2 separate regions of the Capsicum annuum genome follow, and region 2 is linked to region 1. A link is a contact called in public Hi-C data. All regions are on one chromosome and are shown on one strand. The core of a region is the stretch at or near the end of the contact, and the rest is flanking DNA. Distances in the headings are between cores, read along the strand shown. Region 1 has its middle 170 kb from the start of LOC124899247. Region 2 holds the start of LOC107873401 (beta-carotene hydroxylase 2, chloroplastic).

The links. A called contact is a pair of places that touch in the nucleus more often than the background predicts.
Region 2: a Hi-C map of leaf shows a contact between it and region 1, with 2.2 times the contacts expected there. The contact joins the promoter of LOC107873401 here to the enhancer-like site in region 1. A contact is called at or near these places in 2 of 5 Hi-C or Micro-C datasets (leaf and placenta).

What each region holds. Positions count from the first base shown.
Region 1 is chr6:50,604,744-50,610,864 of UCD10Xv1.1, forward strand. It overlaps the pseudogene LOC107873398. Among protein-coding and RNA genes, the nearest start is that of LOC124899247, 170 kb to the right of the region's middle. Within about 2 kb of position 3,893, at least 2 of the 5 cell types and tissues checked have an H3K27ac peak or open chromatin away from gene starts, as enhancers often do. A contact at or near this core is called in leaf, where this site is marked.
Region 2 is chr6:50,845,610-50,851,730 of UCD10Xv1.1, forward strand. It overlaps LOC107873401 (beta-carotene hydroxylase 2, chloroplastic), which reads right to left and starts at 3,213. Exons shown (of 7, transcript NM_001398350.1): 1 at 2,774-3,213; 2 at 2,630-2,689; 3 at 2,180-2,251; 4 at 1,917-2,051; 5 at 1,424-1,549; 6 at 1,268-1,324; 7 at 997-1,167. The coding sequence starts at 3,172. The coding sequence ends at 1,090.

The DNA of each region.
Region 1 (6,121 bases), core at 2,643-5,142:
ATTAAGTATTTCGAGGTGAGAAAGATATAGGTAGGATAATTGATCATAATGCTGTCTAGGTACTAAAACTATTATTCTTTTCTTTTTCACCTCCGGAATTGATGCAGTACCTCCTGTCAAAAAATTGATGCAGTACCTAAAATAAAAATGGTCATAATCCTGCAACATGGATGTTGGAAATCACTAGTACAGCAGGAGAAGCACTTCTGGGAATTGACTTTGCAGAATCATACTAGAACTCGGAGTTGCACAAATATGAAATTCTTGAAACAAAATCAAACTTTAGTTGACTGAACAGAACTAGACATGTTTAATCATGATTCTAAAGTAGATTTGTTTACCAAATAATTCAGGAGAGACAAGGCGTTAATCAAGGAACTAAGTGGACTAGGTCCTGGTCAAAAGATTTATACTTGCCTACAAAGTACTCTCACTCTTTCTTCACACAATGCATGGTTTGCTTCTGAAAATAGCACTGGTCATACTGGCGAAATTCTACATACAAAACAGTCAGGTTTCTGCTTATGATTGTCGTTGCTCTAATGTTTGGAATAATATTCTGGGATCATGGCACCAATAGGTAAAGAAGAGGAGAAAACAATACTCTATAAGAACTATTCCTGATTTTCAAGATTTTCGTTTCTCTTAGTTTCAGGTCTAATGTTTTGCGTGCACCAGATATCAGAGGAAGGCAACCAGATTTTTCCAATGCCATAGGATCTATGTATGCTGCTGTTATGTTTCTTAGCGTGCAAAATTCTTCAGCAGTTCAGCCAATCATCTCCATCAAGAGGACAGTTTTCTATAGGAGAAGTGTTAGAACTATGCTTTTAAACTGCTGTAACTTTATTTTACTGCTTTAGTTTTTTGAATAAATCCTAGTTGATAGGTTGTTAGTTAACTATCTTTTATTAGAGTTTTGTGTGGCTTGTACTTAGTAGTTAGTTTCTCTTTGTTTGTTATTTGAATTTGCAGATAAGTTTAGTAGCATATTTTATATTTTGTAGTTATAAATTTAGCTTTAAACATATGTGTTTGAGTTATTAATAAAATAATTCCTTTAGCCTCATTGCAGTATTTTTCTTTCAATATTTTTCTCTTTGATATTTTTCAATTTCTTTGATAAAACCAACAATTGGTATCTAGAGTCATTTTTTGAGGGACTTGTGCGTGAAAAGATGGATTTCAAAAATAGTTTTTCACCAATAACTCCTATTTTCAATGGTGAAAATTAGCAATTACGGGCTGTGGAGATGAAAATCTACTTGGAGGATCTTAATCTTTGGAAAGTCATGGAAGAGAATTATGAACTTAATCTGCTACCAAATAATTCCACCGTGGCTCAAATCAAGAGTCACAAGGAAAACAAAACTATCAAGTCCAAGAAAAAAGCAACTTTATTTGTTGTTTCAACAACTATTTTTCATGAGAATTATGACTTTCACACCATAAAAAAAATTTGGTATTATCTGAAGAAAGAATATGTTGGAGATGAGAGAATGCGAGAAATGAAGGTATTGAATTTAATGAGGAAATTCGAGTTGCAGAGAATGAAAGAGCCTGAAACAGTCAAGGAATACTCGGACAGATTGTTTGGTATTGTTAACAAGGTAAGGTTGCTAGGCACAAAATTTAAAGATTTAAAAATTATTGAGAAAGCTCTGTAATAGTTTTCGAAAGATATGAAGCATGTATAACCACCTTGAAAAACACACAAGATCTGTCCAAAATCACTTTGTCAAAATTGTTAAATTCTTTTCAGGCACATGAGCAAATGAGGCTTACGAGGCAAGATGGAATAGTTTAAAAAGTATTAATAGCCAGCCACAAAACTCAAAGTAAGGGTAAATTTTTGAAAAATTACCCACCTTGTCAGCACTGCGGCAAAAATGGTCAACCTTTATTTAAATGTTGGAAGAGGTCAGATGCACAATGTAATATCAGCAATCAGTTTGATAATGAAGTTGTGATTTGCAAAAGCAAATCTCAAAAAAATAAAACAGATGCCCAAGTTGCTAACATAGAAGAAGAAGACTACTTATTTATGGCAACATATTTTTCTACTAAGAAATTTGGATGATTGATAGTGGTTGTACAAACCACATGACATATGACAGAAATCCTTTTAAAGAGTTTATATCCGTTGAAAATAAGAAAGTCAGAATTAGGAATGGTAACTATATTTTTGCAAAAGGAAAAAAGGTCTATTGCAATCAAAACAAGTCCATACATCAAAATAATTTCAAATGTCCTTTACGTGCTTGATATTGATAAAAGTTTGTGAAACGTTGTCCAATTAATGAAAGAAGGATTTAAATTATTATTTGGAGACAAATATTGTCGAATCTTTGATTCCACTCATCAGGGGATTTTACAAGTTGAAATGAGAGGTAAAAGCTAAGTATTTAATCCAACAGAAGATGCACAACAAGCCTTGCAAAATCAAAGACAAATTGACAGATTTATTCAAGAGGTTAAGTCTAGAATCTACAATTTCTTAAGCAAGGAGGACTGTTAGAATTATACTTTTAAATTGGAGTAACTTTATTTTACTGCTTTAGTTTTTTTTTGAATAAATCCTAGTTAATAGGTTGTTAGTTAACTATCTTTTATTAGAGTCTTGTGTGGCTTGAACTTAGGATTTAGTTTCCTCTTTGTTTGTTATTTGAATCTACAGATAAGTTTAGTAGCATATTTTTATATTTTGTAGTTAGAAATTTAGCTATAAATGTATGTCTTTGAGTTATTAATAGAACAACTTCTTTAGCCTCATTACAGTATTTTTCTGTTAATATTTTTTTCTCTATTATTTTCCAATTTCCTTGATAAAAACCAATAGAAAGAACAATTGTGATGTATTCAGCTTTACCTTATGCTTTTGGATAGGTGCAGAATCATATTCGTCAATGCATTGACACTTTTCTTCAAAATCTTGGAAGCCTTTGATGCCTAAAGGAGCAATTGTCATGTCCTACATGGCGGAAGTACCTTATATTAAGGGGTACCATTTAGGGACACCACTTTAAAATAATACAAAGTAAGTATTAATTTGTGACAGAAAGTAAACATTTAAAACTATTTTAAGTCTCTGACACACATTTGCAAGATGAACCTTGACAATAGATGGGCATTTTTTGTTGAAAATTCTGCATACTCCACCTAATATCCTAGTACCATCACCTCTATTAATTAACCATCCTCATGGAATATTTTTGACTACGCAGGTTATGATTGAACTCCTTTATCCAGACTATCAAGATGAACAAATTATGGAAGATTAGAGCTAAAGTTCTCCATTAATAGTGACAGTTGCAGGGGAAATGAGAAAGAGTATATTGGGAGAACAGAGTTCCCTTCTTTTGTATTAGAGAAGATAAATTGCAAAAACTCAGCAACAATGTACATAGTTCACTATTTATATAGCTACGAAGAAAATTAAACATCTAGAAAATATCTAGCTTTTGACCAACTTGATGTGACAGCTGGACACAGTTGGAAATATAAATAACTAACTAACTATCACTAGCTAAGATAATTAACTAATCAAGCTATACATATATCTTAATCTCAATACCCCTCCCCCTCCTCTCATGTTGGAGGTGAGGTAATCATAACCAATTTGTGTAAGAGAGCAGAATAATTTATGCCAGTGAGAGATTTAGTCATAATATATGCTAGATGATCTTCTGTATTGATGTGGTATAGAGAAATAAGACTATCTTGAAGCTTAAATCTGACAAAGTGGCAATCAACCTCAATGTGCTTAGTCCTTTCATGAAAAACTGGGTTCCTAGCAATGTGCAGTGTTGATTAGCTATCACAATAAATAGGAGTGGTGTTTAAAAAAGGAGTAGCCAGCTCCTCAAGTAGCTTATGTAATCAAACCAACTCCCCAACCCCCCTTTCTGAGAGACCTGCACCCATTTTCAGCTGAGAAAAAGAAGATGGTCTCTTATTTCTTGGATTTATAAATTACGTAAAAGCACAATGTACCCAAACATTGACTTTATAAAATCTGAACAACTGGTCCAATCAGAGTCACATATGTATGAACTATGCTATCTAAGGATGAAAACATAAAGATGCCTAAGGTTGGATCCTGCTTCAGGTATCTGAGCATATGGAAGGCTTCATGCAAATGTGGTTCTCTGGGATCCTGCATATAGTGGCTTAAGTATTTCACTTCATAAGCTATGTCTAACTTGGTATTTATAAGGAAGTTGGGCTTTCCCACCAATCTTCTGTAATAGGTGGGATCAGACAAGACTTTCCCCTCATGGGCTCTAAGATTAACATTTGGATCAAGAGGTGAAGTCAAATAAGTTTAGTGACTATAGTAAAATTCTTTAAGTAAGTCCAGGATAAAGGGAGTATCCCAACGTTTCTTGGTTGCAGTAGTTGTAAGTTCCATTATAGTTGTCATTTTGACAGCTGGAGAGAGAGTTTCCACATAATCAACTCCAGATTCTTGTGTATAACCTTTCACTACTAATTTAGCCTTATATCTCTCAATACATTCATCAGCTTTATATTTTAGTTTGTACACCCATTTACAACTAATGGCCTTCTTTCCTGGTAGTAGAGGTATAAGGCTCTAGATATTGTTATCATGAAGGGTAATAAACTTTTGTGCGCAGGGCTTACAACAACCTTTTTATATGATGATGGCTCACTAATATGAGTAATATTTATTATAAAAGACTGACTATTAGGAAAAAGATTATCAGAAGATATATGATTATGAAGAGAGCAAGAGGCATTAAGGGACAAAAGAGCAAGATCATGACTATCAGGTGAAGTGAGTGGAGGTTTGAGAAGGGAATGGACATAGTTAGCTAAATAATTGGGAAGTTTAGGTACCCTATATGATCTTCTAGATCCTACATTACATAGACCAGATAAGGTGTGAGAAGTATGAAAGGGCATAGAGGAAGTACCTTCTGGTGAAAAAATAGATTCATAAACATTGGGTGAAGGTGAAAAACATGGACCATCATTATTTGAACATCTTATATCTCTCTACACATGTGTGGTTAGTTCAAAAGTAGTGGTATCGATTGGAGTTGTATTGGTTGAGGTTGGAGTACTATCAGAATAAAAATTACCAAAAAAGTGACAGAATTAAAAGGACAAGTAGGAGAAAAATAGAACTTTTGGTTAGTGCAAAAGGAAAAATAGTCTCCTGGAAAACAACATTCTAGAAAATAAGTATCTTCTTATAAGCTAGACTTAACAACTTATATCTTTTTGTACCAAAAGAATATCCTACAAACGCATATGGGTTGGATCTAGGAACAAATTTGAATCTGTGATGTGATGGAGTGATAGGATAACACAAACATCCAAAACTTTTCAGATATGAGTAAGTAGGTTTTGTTTATGACTTCATAGGGACACTTATTATTAGTGGGGTAGAATGTAATCTATTGATGATATAGGTTGTGGTTAAAATGCATTTACCCTAATATTTTATTGGGAGTTTTGATTGAAAATGGAGAGCTCTGGATGTCTCAAGTTTGTACTTGTGCTTTCTTTCAACCGCACTATTTTGTTGTGGTATGTATAGGCAAGATTTTTTGTGTATAATTCCTTTGGATTGAAAAAATTGAGTGGCCTCATTATTAGTGAACTTTAGGCCTTTATCTGATCTTATAATTTTGATGGTGGTGTTAAATTGGTTTTCAATAAGGTTGACAAAGGCTTTGATAACATGAAGAACATTGCTTTTACTAAATAGTTATGTCCAGTGGACCTGCTATAATCATACACCATGGTTATGAAGTACTAAAAATTTTCATGTGTTGCTATCTAATAGACCCCATAGGTAAATATGTACTAATTCAAAAATCTTATTATTGGTGTGAGTTCTGGATGAAAAGGGCAATTTATATGTTTGATCATGAAATAAATAGGACAAAAGAAAGGTTGTTTATGTGAGAAAGCCAAAGGTATGAAGGATATGCCTTTTATCTTAACAAAAGTAACACGCCCAAATCTATAATGCCACAAGAAGTTTGCATCAATATCATGATATAATCCAGAAATATTTCATACAACATTGTCTTTATTAGAATTATGAATATTAGGCAATACAGATGTTGAAGGAGTTGAATTACAAGTA
Region 2 (6,121 bases), core at 1,963-4,462, 240 kb after region 1:
AAATCTAAAATAGATTTAAGATTATCCATTTAAAAACCTTAAAGCAAATGACGAAAGAAAAAAGATATAAAAGTGATATTACACCAATATCAAACATGATTTTGATGTAGATATTTTTTCTCCAAAGCCTTATGTACCAAATGACGCATAAGAAAGAAGTGCCTTCGCATGAAGGAATGAATGATAAGTGTAGACAAATAGTGCGTCTTATCAGTACCAAATGATGCATAAGAAAGAAGCACCTTCGCGTGAAGAAATGATGAATGGTAAGTGTAGACAAATAGTGCGTCTTATCAACAAAATTGCACCTACATACTTGAGAAGATAAATAGAAATTCGTGTAGCTAAACGTGTGCTTACCAAACTCCAATAAGCAGTTATCCTCAAATTCCACACGCAAATTACAAGTAACAGCAAATGAAGCACGCTCAAAATTGCAAGTTCCATGAACTTCTATTCCATTCCTGAAGTAAAAATTTTTATTAAGGAGATCAAAATATAAAGAAGTAAATACATGAGGTAGCAACAAAAGTTCAATATATCTATATGTACGCAAAATATAATTTTAATTATATATAAATAGTGTAATTTTTCAATGAATAAACCCTAGCCCTAACCTAGCTCTGCCCAGCGCCCAGTTCTATCCAAATACGTTTTACCTCAATTTAACTCAAGACTTAATTGGTAATATGAGTCAACTAGGACCTAACTTTTGCCCCAGTTGCATTATTTATCGCTCTTTTATTGTCGTTATTTTTCTTTGAATTCGGTTTTGGTTACACACTTTTTAAGTTGTTTTTCTTTGAGTTTTATTTTTTGATCACACATTTTTTTAAGTTAGCGGGAGGGAGGTACCTTCGTCTGTAGCTTAGCTGAAAAGGCGGGGGAGACATTCGTCTGTAGAGCTTCTAATAAATAATAATTTTTTTCCCTTGCTTTACTGAACAAGAGCCTAAATAAATACAGATTCATTTCATCAATAGAGCTACATTCACTCTACACTGTCAAATACATCAAAAATTCCCTCCCCCCTCCCCACTGACAGAAATTGCAAAATGACGTGTGTTTATCAACAATGAGATCAATCATTCATGATCCTTTTATATATCTTGTCCTTCGATTCACTTCCTTTTCCAACTCTTCCAGCCCCCCTACTTCTTCCAGTTCCTGCATCAATCACCATTTATCCATTGTTAGTATTTCCTCTTATGTACAATGTTGTGTAATTTTAGAATTCATAAGAACACGAAGGGAAGTGTAAAGGCACCTTAGGTCCTAAGAACAAGCCATAAGGGACACCGTTGAACTTCTCTGAATGATGAAGCTGCAAATGCAGTAGCAAACCAATACATTAGAAAATCTTATGAACAAATTTCAATTAATAGTACTTCATAAAAATCGCATTCAAGTGTGATTAAATTACCGAATGAGCTGCAGCCACCTTCCTAAGATAAGGTACATTAGCTACAGGTCCAACAGGGAATCTCTTGTGAACCAAACCATCATGAACGAACATGTATGCCATCCCAAATACTGTGATCCCTAACCCCTGCATAACAGAAGACCGCTTCATCAATTTAACGTTGAACTTAAAACGAGTTTAGACTTGATGTAAATAAAATATTTACAACTATACTCATTAATTTACACTAAGCAATAGACAGCGTCTTAATCGAGTAAAATTTCTGGAGTATCCTAGGGAAATATTAGAGGGGGACTTAGAGCAAGATCAACATGTTTAGCTATCTAACTGCTTTCAATTCATTTACATTATATGAAAAAAGAATTTTGAAGTTTATAAATATAGATTACGTCCATTATGGATTATCTTATTTTAAATTTTGAATTTGTGCCCCATCAAGATCATACTTTAACATTATTTTTTAAAAAAAAGTGCAAGCCAAATGATGACATACAGCGCCGAAGCAGAGGCCGGGAATGAGGCCTTTATGGAAGAAACCATAGTCAAGGAGGGCTATAGCTGGAACAGCATTGATTATGGCAAAAACATCGTTCAGCTCGAAAGGTCCTTCTCTTGGTTTGTGGTGTGACTGCAACAATTTAATGTAACGACAGTAATCTTAATATAAAGTACGTACTAAATTATCTTAAGTAATTCTTTTCTCATCAAGAATGAAATAAGGCATTTAATTACTATCCATATAAGTAGCACACAAACCTCGTGCATGTGCCATAAAGAGGCGTGCCATAGCGCTTTATGTGCCCACCTAGCCCAAAACTCCATTCCTACCTGAAATTCCAATTCAATTTTCATCAGACATTTTAAAATCGATCACCGAAGAACCAACTCTGCTATTTCTAGTTACTCTCTTGTTAACTATTCTAGAATGATTCAAAAATATTTTTGAAAATTTCAAACTTTTAAACCACTTGTAATTTGAATTTCGACTTATTAATGTTTCTCCAGTAATTACGGAATAATACTTTTCAACCGTTACAATATTTTTGCCGACTAATTTATTAATGAAAAAGTCCATATTGATGGTTAATGATATGGGTCGGACTTGAACAATATTCTCCTCATCGGCTAGCTCTTTTGGGGGTATGAATTAGGCCAGTATCTAATCTTACAATTACTAGCTCATAATAAGACAGAAATGGAACTTACAGCAGCACCAACAGAGAGAGCAAATGTGCCAAACATTTCGGAAAAAGGAACTTCTCCACCCTACACTCGAAACAGAAATAAAATTACAATAAAATTTAAGTCCCAAAAGAAGAAGAGTTTGGGGATTATGGAATGTTCCAGTACCTCCATTTGCCAGTAAAATCTGTAATAAACCGCCATAACAGCCATGGAAGTAATCCCAAAACTAGACATAACCGCAGCAACAAGATAAGTAAACCTCTCCGATTTCTTCCTAGCCAATTTCTCCGCCAAACGCGTCGCTGAGATCTGCTCTTCAATCTTCATTTCAATATCTTCTTCCCCAGCCTCAAATTGGGTTTTGAACTTGTCATCCTCAAGAACAAAGCAAACAGTGAAGCTGGGTCTCCTTCTACACCTCAGAATTGAGCCGAGATTAGGAGAAAACGGAGTTATGGGGTACACTGATGGGGTTGTTGGAGTGGGTTTTGGGCCGAGAAATGGGCTATGGCGGTAATAACTTGTACGGGAGGTGGACGAGAATGAAATTCTGGCGGCGGCCATGGATTGTGGGGGTGACTAAGTAGAGTCTCCTTCAAAGTTCCTAGAGCTTTGAGAGAGAGAAAGAGGAGGTGACTCGGAGTTGATGAGGGGCAATTTAAGCAACTGTGTGAGGGAGAGAGAAGGTTTTGGAAGCCAATGCAGGTAAATGCACTGGAGCCACAAGTTCTGTTTGTGGAGCGGACTCCTTTATGTGTACAAATGCAGGTAGGGTGTTTAATTTATCGATTTTTTGACTGACAAAAATAATATTTGTAATCAAATCAAAATAAATTTGATTTAGTTTGGTTTTTATAAATTTGATTTAGTTATTTTTGAGTTTTATTTTGATTTGAAATATTAAAATATTTAGCCTTTTTTTTTCATATCTGAACATTTAAAATTGAAGAATTTTTTGAGAAAAATTATTTTTTTCAAACTTGTTTTTCATTTTTAAATATAAATAACTCAACATGGATGAAATTAATAAAATAATCATAAATTTAACATAATACAGAACGTTATTAATCATTACATATAATATAATTTTATATAAATAGTTTACAAAATAACACAAAACTCATAAAAATAGTCCATGAAATAACATACTTTCTACATAAATAGTCCATAAAACAATCCAAAGTCACCAAAAGAATCCATAAAATATTTGAGTCACTAAAACAATCTATAAACAGCCTGCGGCGTATGTGAATTTGCTGTTAAATGTTAATTATCAATGTGAATTATTAAATATTATATATATATATATATATATATATATATATATATTATTTATAAAATTTTGATTTTTCGATTTAATCGAATTTATTTTTTAAAATCAAACCGAAAAATCAAAATTTTAAAATTACAAATTGAATTCAATTCAAAAAATCAAAATCAAAATTAAATTTTGATTTGATTTTTCAATTTTTTTTTATTTAAACAAAAATATGCCTACACCTAAATGCAGGGTGGAGTTTTTTTTGTTGAAGGGGCTGGAATATTTGCCATTTGGAGAGAATGGGGTCGTTAAAGCGAACTACCATTTCACTTTGTGGTGCTACTTTTCACAGTAATTACACTTTTGCCACTTACTACTCTTTTTCTTTCTTTTCTCCTTTTTTTTTTTTTTTTTTTTTTGATCAATGCTTTTTTTATTATTTTTTTCTCCCTCCAATAATTATAGAGTTATTTGATTTTATTGTAGAGTTCATGAGAATTATAATGCACAGATTATTTATTCAAAGGAGAGGAGGTAGAACAATAGCTTGGATTGATATCCAGTGTAGTTTAACAAGAATGACTTGAAGAGTAGTACATAAAATACAGAGAAATGAATAGTATAAGAGCAAAATAATGTGAGAATATTGCTAGTATCACATGTAAAAAAAGTGTACAACTATCAAGCCTATCATGGTGCAGTAAAAATATAACACTCAACTATCAACTAAATTTTCACCCTAACTTATGATTTTTCAATATTCTAAAAGCACGTCCTTGGCATGTTTAAGAAGCATCATGTATTGTCTAATTATCTTCTCTCATTATTTTTCGATCTGCATTTCTCTCTTCTAATGTCTGCTATTATGTAGTGTCTCATACAATTTTGCTAGGGCATCTACACTTTTTCTATCTTCACATATCAAAATCCACAACTTCTCAACTTTCTTTTTCTGAACATGTAATTTCTTGATTAGCCAACATTTCGTCTCATACAACATAATGGGTCTAACAATCACTTTATGAAACTCATCTATAAGTTTTAACTGTACATTCTTATCACACAAGATTCTAAAGGCAAGCCTCCATTATACTTATTTTGAATCATTACTTTATTCACTTTCAACTTACCTCTAATGATATAACTAAGAGTTATAACTTCAAGTTAATGAGAAACGTCTCAATTAAAATATTTTTAATATCTTAAACATTGAAGTGGAGCTAGAATGTGACATGCCAACAAAATTTTCAAAGACAACTAAGGAATAATGTCATATCGGCTTGATCAGTGATGATAGTCTGAGCAGTAACTGTTGAAGTAGTCATGAAAGTCAATGAAAAATGGAGGAAAAGTAAAATGTGTATTCACTTTATGGAAGAAGCGGTCTTCCACATTGGTGAGAGAAAAGAACTTTTTCATGTTAAGCTAGATAAGCATTGGCCGTGTTGGGCACGGCCCAACACATTAGGTTTTGATATAATTTTCAAGAAAAATAATATTCCTTTCATTTCATAATAAGTGAATTGTTGGAGTATCTTTTAATGATATTTTTTCCAAATTTACCCTCCATTAATTAAAATTTTGGTCTAGTTTCAAGGACTTTATATTAGCAGCTTTCTTGTGTCCCCCAATTAATTGAAGGAGTGCTTTATATTAGCAGCTTTTAAGTACTTCTTCAATTAAAAGCTTAGCAGCTTTTAAGTACTTAGCAGCTTCCAAGGACTTTAAATGTGTATTGAGAATAATGTATTATTATTAAGGTTTTGAAATTTGAAAAGGATAAAAATGGAAAAAGATAATAAACTATATGTCTTTATTTTTTTTTTCTTAACATGTGTGTCAAAAAGTCAACAATTCACTTATTGTGGAACGGAGGGAGTACAACTTATCCTATCATAACTATTTAAAATCTCAATCCTTTTAAATAATTACATAAAGCTTCGATTTTATTTTAAAACTCGAATACATCACACAATAATATAATGTATTCGTGTAAAAGTGATATATCCATGTAAAATTAAGTAGTGTATTCAAAAAATGTGATGTATTAAAAATTAAAGATATTGTACTATAATTGGTAATTATTTTCTTTTGTCAATCATAAAAGCTTATATCTTCCCGGGCAATCGGCGGAATCCAGCAATACTGTTTTGATTTGATCGGTATGAAAGTCTTGACCTTCTTTGCATTGCTGAGATTACATAAAAAACGATCATCAAAAGAAGAGTTCATTTCTAAAACACATAAAAATG